Regions from separate parts of the Pan paniscus genome. Here region 2 is linked to region 1. The links are chromatin contacts, called in public Hi-C maps. All regions are on one chromosome and are shown on one strand. Each heading gives the region's core, a stretch centred on a gene start, on an enhancer-like site or on the middle of the called end of the contact. The rest is flanking DNA. Distances are from core to core; before and after follow the strand shown. Region 1 overlaps ERCC1 (ERCC excision repair 1, endonuclease non-catalytic subunit). Region 2 holds the start of ERCC1 (ERCC excision repair 1, endonuclease non-catalytic subunit).

Region 1 (5,379 bases), core at 2,862-5,361:
GGAGGGCCTGGGCAGGATAGTGGGGGTAGTTGACGGGGTGGGAAGAGGGGCCCGGTATGGATGAGTGAAGGAAGGACCGGGGACACTGGAAGTTTAGGGGATTCGGGAATTACAAGCGATGAGTGTGAGGGCAGAGAGTTTCGGGGGGCGTTGGGGAGGTGTGAAAGGACGGGGTACGGGGTGTAGAGGAGAGAGGTTTGCCGGTTCGGAGAAAGAACCGAACTGCAGGGCCACACAGGAGGGTAGAGTTGGGAGGAGATAGGATCCCCAGGGAGAAGGAGGCTAAACCGGGCCGGAAACAAGGGTGAATCAGAAGAGGGGGAGCCCCTGCCACTTCCAGGTTCCTGCGGGAGGGGCCCTCCTTGCCCATTGTCCCCGGCCCGGCCAGGACATCCGGCGACTTCCCTCGGGACGCGACGACGGGTTGTGTAACCCTGCCCGGCCCGCCTGCTCCCGGGGGAGGGGCCTGAGTCTGGACTCCCGGGTTCCTCTCCGCCCCCATCCCAAGGGAGACGCCTGGGTCGGGATCCTGGGGGAGCGGCTCGTAACGTCACAAGTGGGCGGAGTCCACCAACGGCGCGAACCCGTTTTCTTACTCACTGGCGATCTGCGATCTGGGACCCAAGGTGGGGAGGGGTGTTCTTAGCGATCCCCTTGGTTGAAGCAGCCCAATGACCACGAGGGTAAACTGAGTCCCAGACGGTGCTGACCCTTTTCATTCGATTCATTCATTCAGTAAAGATGTATGGAGCGCCGGCTGTGTCCCAGTTACTGCCTTAGGTGATGGGGACACAGCAGTGACTGATCCTTGCAGCCCCTGGGCGGACCCCATCCCAAACTGAGTGTGACTGACTACAGCCATACCTCCTTGGAGCCTGGCCTCCTTCACTAGACAAATCAATAAGATGGACCCTCACACTCAGGCAGCTGGGAGACCCCTCCCTAGTGCAGAGGGCACCACACATCCCTCAGCTCCTGAGTCCCTGGTCTGTGTGTGACTGCATCTCCCCTTCCTCCCCCGATGGCCTGTCACTTCCTCTTATCTTCATCCCCCCCGCGGGGCATGACTAGGGATGCTGGTCTTAAGGCAGTTGGCAAATCACTCAGACGTCATAACTAAGCCGGCTGTGCTATCACTGAGATGTGTCCCTGAGATGTCATTAAGCAGCCTGCTTCTTCTATACATACCTCTGGGGTGCTGTGGGTCTGAGGAGGGGCCACGCCCTGCTGCTGGTGGTTCCTCAGCCTGCCAAACAGAGTTATCTACTTCCATCCAAGCCCTCCATCAGAAGGTTCTGGAAGATGCCTTCCTGGCTACCCTTAGTCTTCTTCCAGGCAGCCTTCCTTGACTCCCCACCCCTGTCACCCTCCCTGGGATTTGTATCCTGGCCTGAACCTTGCCTCTTTGATCTCATCCACTTCCTTGCCTCAACTTTGAAAAGCCTTCAGAACCAGGCCCTCAAAAGGACACATCCTTGCACCTCTCCAAGCCTCAGTTTTCCCATCTCTAAAATGGGCATAGCAATGGGGTCTGGCCTACTCACTGAGTGCTGAATGATTCCAGCCACTTCATTTCTGTGATGGGCTTTGCATAGGCCAGGGACATCGTGAGAGCTCAGTGAATCCTACTGGCCAAGATACATAAAAAATAGTTAATATTGAGAAGTGGGGATCAGAGTGGGAGGGAAATTTACTTTTCCAAGGTATACCCTTTTGTAGTTACCAAAACTTTTTTTCTTCTTTTTTTTTTTTTTTTTTTTTTGAGACAGGGTCTCTGTTGCCCACGCTGGAGTGTAGTGGTGCCATCTCGGTTCACTGCAACCTCCACCTCCTGGGCTCAACCGATCCTCCCACCCACCTCAGCCTCCTGAGTAGGTGGGACCACAGGTGCATGCCACCACACTTGGCTAATTAAAAAAAAATTTTTTTCCCAGAGATGAGATCTCACTATAATGTCGAGGCTGGTCTTGAACTCCTGGGCTCAAGCAATCCTCCCACCTCGGCCTCCCAAAGTGCTGGGTGGGATTACAGGCATGAGCCACCGCACCTGGCCTCGAAACAGTTTTCAAAATTAAAAAAATAATAATAAAAAAAAAGTGCTGTGCGCAGTGGCTCACACCTGTAATCCCAGCACTTTGGGAGGCCGAGGCAGGCAGATCATGAGGTCAGGAGATCGAGACCATCCTGGCTAACACAGTGAAACCCCATCTCTACTAAAAATACAAAAAGTTAGCTGGGCGTGGTGGCACGCGCCTGGCCTGTAGTCTCAGCTACTCGGGAGGCTGAGGCAGGAGAACCACTTGAACCCAGGAGGCAGAGGTTGCAGTGAGCTGAGATCCCGCCACTGCACTCCAGCCTGGGTGACAGAGCAAGACTCCGTCTCAGAAAAAAAAAAAAAAAAAAAAAAATTAGGCTGGATGCAGTGGCTTACGCCTGTAATCCCAGCACTTTGGGAGGCCGAGGTGGGCGGATCACTTGAGGTCAGGAGTATGAGACCAGCCTGGCCAACATAGTAAAACCCCGTCTCTACAAAAAAATACAAAAATTAGCCAGGCTTGGTAGCAGGCGCCTGTAATCCCAGCTACTCGAAAATTTTAGAAGTTACTTAAAAATTACCATCTCTGGACTGACTCTGAAACTTATCTAGGTATCTTCCACCCACATTTCATCTCAGGGATGACCCCCCCCCCCCCGCCATCCACCCTGCTACGTGGGTGGAGACCTAGGCCTCAACTGGCTATCTCTCCCGCCCACTGCAGGGTCAGGGCCAGGCCCAAGACCTTAGTCACTCATTCTGACCTCTGTCACCCTCAGGGAAGTCAGTGTGCTCCCTTTAAACCCCCAGAACATGCAGTGTAGGTCCTTGAGGCCTGACACTGATGCTTGGAGTGGGCACTGAGAATCTCAGGATATGGAAATGGGGAGGCCCTTAGATGATCTCAGTGCAAAGGGAAGACCTAGGCCCAGGGAACAGAGTTCTGACTGTTCCCAAGGCCTGGAGCTGTTGTGTCCAATCACTGACTTGCAAGGGAGGAAAGAATCTTAGTGGAGGCGGGCTCTGTAGCTCATGCCTGTCATTTCAGTGCCTTCCTAGGAGGAGGCCAGAGGATAGCTTGAGGCCAGGAGCTCAAGACCACCCTGGACAAGGCGGGCAAGGCATGGAGACTCTGTCTCTACAAAAAAATTAAAAATTAGCCAGGTGTGGTGGTGCACACCTGTAGTCCCAGCTACTAGGAAGGCTGAGGTGGGAGGATCTCTTGAACCCAGGAGTTCAAGGCTGCAGTCAGCTAAGATCCCAGCACTGCATTCCAGCATGGGCAACACTGCACTCCAGCCTGGGTGACAGAGCAAGACCTTGCCTGAAATAAAAAATATTAGTGGAGGTGGGTAAATAAAGAAACGGCTCAAGGTTGAGCCCTAACTCTGGTGACACAGTGATCAAACTTGGTGACAAAGACGGTCATCCTTCCCCAGCCTGAGCCCCGACCCTGGTCACAGAATGAGCCGTGATGCTGGCCATGCCTCGCCTCAGCTCTGAAGACTAGGCCAGACTGAAGTGTCCCATGCTCCAACCCCCAGATCTAAGCCTACCCCTGCCCACAGTAGAAACAAACCAAGAAATCAGATCCTCACTCCCAGCCCTCAGCCCTCAGCCCGCAGGTCTCCTGACTCCCTGTGACCCTCTCGCCCTGCTCTGCCCCCATAAAGGTTGGCCTTGAGGACAGAGATGGTAAGGGGGCAGATTCAGGACGACAGGAGATTGGCGATGAGGGTGGAGAGGGGAAATAGGGACAGGAGTAGGACAGGCTGGGGGATGCGGATGAGTACCAGTGGGGGACATCGCTGGGGGTGTAGGGGAGGGGGGAATTATGATGAGGAATGGAGGTGAAGCTGAGGATGGGGGACAGGGGATGAGGATACAATGTGGGGGACGTAGGAAGGCAGCCAGGCTAGCGGCGGGGCGGAGGTCGCAGTCGGGGGCGAGTGTGACCGCCAGGGCAGAGTGGGGGTGCGCTGGGGACAGCGGCGCCTGCTCGGCCGGGCTGCGCCCAGCACCGCTCCCCCCGCGCGCTCCCCCTTCCGCTCCCCGGAAGCGCTGAGTCGTCCTGCCTTATCTGGGGGCCGCTATTTCGGGCTCGGCTCGGCTCGGAGCGCGGCAACTATTTTTAGCGGCGCTGGGGTAAAAATGGACGCGGCGCCGCGCGGGTTCCCGAGGCCGTGCGCGCCCCCTCGCGACCACTGAGGGCCCCGGGGAGGAGCGCGCGCCTGAGTCACAGCCGTCCCCCTACCCCGAGGCACGGCGAGGGGGCCTCGATCGGGGGCGCCCTGGACACCCCGCGTGCACACCCGCCTCCCGGGCTCCCGGGCGCCGGCGAGCCGGCAGGGCGCAGAATCTTCCAGGGGCGTCGGGACGCGTCCGCCGGGGTTCAGAGCCGACGGCGGAGTTTTGGGCAGGGGCGCCGCGCCCCCTGGTGGCCCCCGCAGGGATCGCAGGCAGGAGCTGGGCCTGAGTCCGTCTCAGCTTATCTATTCATTTATTTTTATTATGATTATGATTATTTCTTTGAGATAGAATCTCGCTATATTGCCCCAGGATTGTCTAGAACTCCTGGGCTCAAGCGATCCTGCTACCTCGGCCTCCCAAAGTGCTGGGATTAAAGGCCTGAGCCACTGCACCCGGCCTATTATTATTAACTACTATTATTATTTTTTTAAATCTGACCTCGTCGTCCACACCCATTTTATAAATGAGGAAACTGAGGTCCGGAGAGGAACTGGGTTGAGGCATTGCAGCATGAATCGCAATGTACCATCATTTCAACTTGAGCTTGGACACTTCCTAAATAGGGAATTCACTGCCTCCCAGAAAACGATGCGCTATTTGTTTTTTTGTTTGTTTGTTTTTGTTTTTTGAGACAGAGTCTCGCTCTGTCGCCCAGGCTGGAGTGCAGTGGTGCGATCTCAGCTCACTGCAACCTACACCTCTTGGATGCAAGAAATTCTCCTGCCTTAGCCTCCCGAGTAGCTGGGATTACAGGCATGCGCCACAACGGCTGGCTAATTTTGTATTTTTAGTAGAGATGGGGTTGGGAGAGGAAGAACAGAGAGATGCCGGTTAAAAAATACCAAACTACAGTCAGATAAGAGGAATAACTTCGGGCCGGGCGCGGTGGTTCACACCTGTAATCCCAGCACTTCGGGAGGCCGAGTGGGGCGGATCACTTGAGGTCGGGATTTCGAGACCAGCCTGACCCACACGGAGAAACCCCGTCTCTACTAAAAATACAAAATTAGCCGGGCGTGGTGGCGCATGCCTATAATCCCAGTTACTTGGGAGGCTGAGGCAGGAGAATTGCTGGACCCAGGGAGGCGGAGGTC
Region 2 (4,994 bases), core at 606-3,105, 39 kb before region 1:
GGATCACTTGAGCTTGGGAGGTCGAGGCTGCAGTGAGCCGTTTTTGCGCCACTGCATTCCAGCCTGGGTGACAAAGTAAGATCCTGGCTGGAAGAAGAATGAAAAAAAGACAGTGATGATATTCTTTTATTCATTCCACAAACATTTACTGAACATCTGCTATGTTCTCAAGCACTTTTTAGGCACTAGAGATACAGCAATGATCAAAAATAAAGTGCATAGTTTCATGGTGCTGATATTCTACAGAAGCAGACAGACGGTAAGCAAATAGACACAGAAAATGGCAGGTGGTGATCAGAGTGGTGGGGAAATGTCTAGCAGGGTAAGGGGATAGAGTGACAGAGCTCGCTTTTTAAAAATTTTTATTTTATTTATTATTATTATTACTTTTATTTGGAGATGGAGTTTTGCTCTTTTCACCAAGGCTGGAGTACAATGGCACAATCTCAGCTCACTGCAACCTCTGCTTCCCGGGTTCAAGCGGTTCTCCTGCCTCAAACTCCCGAGTAGCTGGGATTACAGGCGTGAGCCACTATGCCTGACTAATTTTTGTATCATTAGTGGAGACGGGGTTTCACCATGTTGGCCAGGCTGGTCTCGAACTCCTGACCTCAGGTGATCCACCCGCCTCGGCCTCCCAAAGTTCTGGGATTACAGGCCCTGAGCCACCGATCCCAGCCACTAGCTATTTTATTTATTTATTATTTATTGAGACGGAGCCTCGCTCTGTCCCCCAGGCTGGAGTGCAGTGGCGCAATCTCAGCTCACTGCAAGCTCCGCCTCCCGGGTTCACTCCATTCTCCTGCCTCAGGCTCCCGAATAGCTGGGACTACAGGCGCCCGCCACCACGCCCAGCTAATGTTTTGTATTTTTAGTAGAGACGAGGTTTCACCGTGTTAGCCAGGATGGTCTCCATCTCCTGATCTCGTGATCCACCCGCTTTGGCATCCCAAAGTGCTGGGGTTACAGGCGTGAGCTGCCGCGTCCGGCCGCCACTCGCTATTTTAAACTGGGTGGTCAGGGAAGGCCCCACTGAGTGCTGGTCACTCAGTGAGTTTTTGGTATTGACATTTGATCAGATGACAGAGTGAAGGGAGGCGATGAGCCATGGCAACATGTGAAGAGGAGATCCAGGCTAGGGGATCGGCAAGCACAAAGTCCCTGTGGTGGTAGCATGATCCATGTGTGCAGCAAGACATCTGTGTGCCTAAATCCAATAATATCCAAGGGAAGAGGAGTATGTGAGACAGGGTCAGAGGGACCAAAGGGGCTGGATTACAGGGATTTGTAAAGCAGGGTGAGAACTTTGACTTTTACTCTGAAATGGAAGTCATGGGAGAGTTTCACGCAGGAGAATGGTATTGTCAAAGAATCACTGACTTAGAATATTGAATAATTTTTCGTGATGAGTACACCTAAAAGCCCAGATTTCACCACGATGCAATCAACATATGCATGTAGAAATCGGCACCTGTACCTCCTAAATATATAAAAATTTAAGAAAAAAGAATCACCTTTTTTGTAATAAAAATTGTAACACAAGTTCGATTTGCCTAAGTGGATGGGCTGTTTTAACCGGAATATGGTACTATCCGTTTCTGAGTCTGTCTCAGTTTCTCCAATCATAAAACGCAAGTGCAGAAATTGGTTATGTCTAGTGTTTAAACTCAATCGGGACAGGATGTCTGTCGTCACCAGCCCCGAGACAGTTCCTGGGACTCAGTAGACGCTCAATAAACGTTTGAATGAACGCGGGGCTCCATCGGCCTACGCAATTCCACAAAAGAACAGCAGGTGTCGCACCAGCCCTATAGCCGCCTGCTCAGAGCCTTTGGGGCCAGGGTGAATCAGACTCTAACAGGAACCCACTCACCACTCCTCCGCAGAAGGAGAATTCGGAATTTTCCGAGAAGGCGCTTCTGAATGCCGAATCATGAATCTCTTCTCTTAAAAAGCTGACTTTTCATTTTGGAAAAAGGGGGTCCTGGGCCCTTTAACAGCTTGCCAGGTGCTCAAACGCTGCTTCCCAGAATGCGTGGCGCTATGTAAATGAGACGGTTTTGGGAGCGAGGATGATTCATACTATATGAAGTGAAGGCAACATTTTACAAGGACATCGCTCATGATAAATGAGTGGGGAGAATTTATAGCCCTTGAAGTCAACCATCTCACAGCTTTCCAAAGGACGCGACCATAACTCTAAAAGGTAAGCTTTTGCGATCCTTATATAGCTGCGCGGGAATAAAGTTCTTCTGCCCGGATGATCCTCAGTGGTCTGGGGTGCAGGCTTCAAACCTGTAGCTGTCTAGCGACAGAGTGGTTCAATTCCACCTTTCGGGCGGTAGTGGCTAAGCGTCTTAACTTTTCTTTGTCGAACTGGACTTATTTTGCTTGTTGCCCGGGAAGCGCTCCTCCAGCCTGCACCTGGAGAGGTCGCTGCGGCTTTCCGCATCGCAAACTATCATTCTCTGTCACTCCGATCTCTGATTGTCGTTACTTATTTCCCCCTCCGGAGTATAAAAAACCACTCCAAAAGATGGAGAAAAAGTCATCTACCCAGTTCTGGGATATTGGCAGTTTGGAAATCATCCTAGATCTCTCCCCTTCAATTGCTTACTCATTCAGTCGTTTGCTCACTCATTTATTTAATCACGCATGCAGTGATTAATCAGTCAAATACTTGCCCATTTGTTCATCTGTCATTCACTCATCAAACAAGCATTTGCTGAGGACGCAGCGGTGGTGACAGCCCTGGCCTTGGTCTCCTGGTGCAGTCAGCCCAGTGGGGGAGACAAACATTAAGCCATCATGTAATTATACACTTAATTAACAACTACAAAGGGGATAACGGCTGCAAAGGAAATAGAAAAGTGAGGCCCTCTCATAAGGAGAGCTGAGCTGTTCGGGTGTCACGGGAACGTTAGGGCAGACACTTGAAGGATGGGGGTGAATATTATGGGATATCGAGGGATCAGGGTGACCCCAATAAAGATGATGGGGGTAATGATAATTGCACCGTCACTCTGCACTTACTGCTGGCATGCACAAGCCTTGCAACTCCTCTTAACAGCCCCCATTCTACAGATGAGGAAATGGAGGCTCAGGGAGATGAAGTCTCTTGTCCAAGGCAACCCAGCCTTTTTTCTTTTTTCTCTCTCTTTCTTTCTTTCTTTCTTTCTTTTTTTTTTTTTTTTTAATTTTACTTTAAAAACTGCTCCTTGTAGAGCAGGGTTAACTCATAGGCAGTGTCTTTTTTTTTTTTTTTTTTTTCCTTTTTTTTTTGAGACAGGGTCTTACTCTGTCACCGAAAGTGGAGTGCAGCGGTACGATCATAGCTCACTGCAGCCTCAAACTTCCAGGCTCAAGCAATCCTGCCACCTCAGCCTCCTGAGTAGCTGGGACCATAGGTGCGTGCCACCACTCCCAGCCTCACTCAGACCACTTGAACCATGCTATTTATTACTGCCCTGTATTTTCCTTCCCAAGCCGGCTGCTCACCAAGCCCAACTGTCCTGCCTCCCGAGTGTCTCCTGAATCCTTCCCCTCCTCTCTGTCCCATGTCCCTGGCCCTGTTCTGGACTCCTCCTCACCCCACCCTGCAGGGTCCCCACCCCACTTCCTCCCTGGTCTCCTGCTCAGTCTCACTCCTCTCCCTTCCAGTCACGCTCAGTCTGGGGCCAGAGGGGTCTTTCCTAAATCACAAACCTGCCCCTGCCCCTCTCGTGTTCAAAACCTGCAATAGCTCCCCAGTGCCCTGAAGAAAAGATCTAAACTCCTTAGCCTGGGAATGTCATTATAATACCTGCAGAATCTGGTCTCTACTAACCCCTCTCTCCACACCCGTGGTTCCAGTCTCCACGAATCTCTAAGTTTTCTCTTTTTCTTTCTTTCTTTTTTTTTTTTTTGAGACAGAGTCTCGCTCTGTTGCCCAGGCTGGAGTGCAGTGGCACAATCTCAGCTCACTGCAATGTCCACTTTCCAGGTTCAAGCGATTCTCCCGCCTCAGCCTCCCGAGTAGCTGGGATCACAGGTGCCCACCACCATGCCTGGCTATTTTTTTTTTTTTTTTTTGGTAGAGACGGGGTTTCGCCACGTTGGCCAGACTGGTCTTGAATGCCTGACCTCAGGTGATCCACCCACCTCGGCCTCCCAAAGTGCTGGGATTACAGGCATGAGCCATCGCACCCGACCCTCTAAGCATTCTCAACGTATCAAGCCTTCTCCCCACCAACAGATCTTTGGCTGTGCTATTTTCTTGGCCTCGGCCTTTTTCTAGTTCTTTCTATACTCTCTATCCTCCTCTAGGACTCAGCTCAGCTGTCCCCTCCGCCAGGAAGTTTTTCCCAACTCCCAGTCCAAGCTAGGTGTCCCTGCTGTGCTTCCCTAGCCCCATGGGCTTCCCAAACCCAATCCACTTTAGGTTGTCCCTGACTGGCAATGGTGTGTGTCCCCCAATGGACTGTGAGCCCCAGGAGGGCAAGACCTGAGGCTCAGTCCCTATAGTGCCCCCAACTCCCAGCACAGTTGGGTAGGTGCTTAGCACATTTTTTTGAGTGAATTAATAAATGGATTCCACCATGACAAATTCCCTTGCTTATTGATTTACCAAAGCATCTGAGCGACCCCTGGACCCTCACCTCAATTCCCAGAGGACTTGCGGTTATGCAAATAAGAGACGGCTAGGATTTTGCAATGGGGATGGCTCCACTCTATGTGTAAAAAAAAAAAAAAAAAATGGTCATATATTTGCTTCGGTCAGTCTTGGGTTGGCCCCAATAGTGGTCATATGGAAAACAAAAGGAAACACATCTTCAGTGTAAAATAATCGTTTTTTGTAGTTGTAGTTTGTAAAAAATCCAAGATGACGCCTCATTCCTGGCCTGAGTGGTCTTTAGTAGTTTGCTGTGCAAGTTTCTCAAGATCCTCTTTTTTTTTTTCTCTCAACATAGTGAGATGGGTTGGGGTGGGGGGTGTCTCACTATGTTGCCCCAGGC

The links. A called contact is a pair of places that touch in the nucleus more often than the background predicts.
Region 2: a Hi-C map of fibroblasts shows a contact between it and region 1, with 10 times the contacts expected there. The contact joins the promoter of ERCC1 here to the enhancer-like site in region 1. A contact is called at or near these places in 2 of 3 Hi-C or Micro-C datasets (fibroblasts and induced pluripotent stem cells).

The regions. Positions count from the first base shown.
Region 1 is chr20:51,599,378-51,604,756 of NHGRI_mPanPan1-v2.0_pri, reverse strand. The region is part of intron 1 of ERCC1 (ERCC excision repair 1, endonuclease non-catalytic subunit); the gene reads left to right. Among named protein-coding and RNA genes, the nearest start is that of FOSB, 27 kb to the left of the region's middle. Within about 2 kb of position 4,111, at least 1 of the 2 cell types and tissues checked has open chromatin away from gene starts, as enhancers often do.
Region 2 is chr20:51,636,798-51,641,791 of NHGRI_mPanPan1-v2.0_pri, reverse strand. ERCC1 (ERCC excision repair 1, endonuclease non-catalytic subunit) reads left to right here and starts at 1,855. Exons shown (of 10, transcript XM_063600399.1): 1 at 1,855-2,206. It overlaps TRNASTOP-UCA (transfer RNA opal suppressor (anticodon UCA)), which reads left to right and starts at 2,255; the gene lies at 2,255-2,341.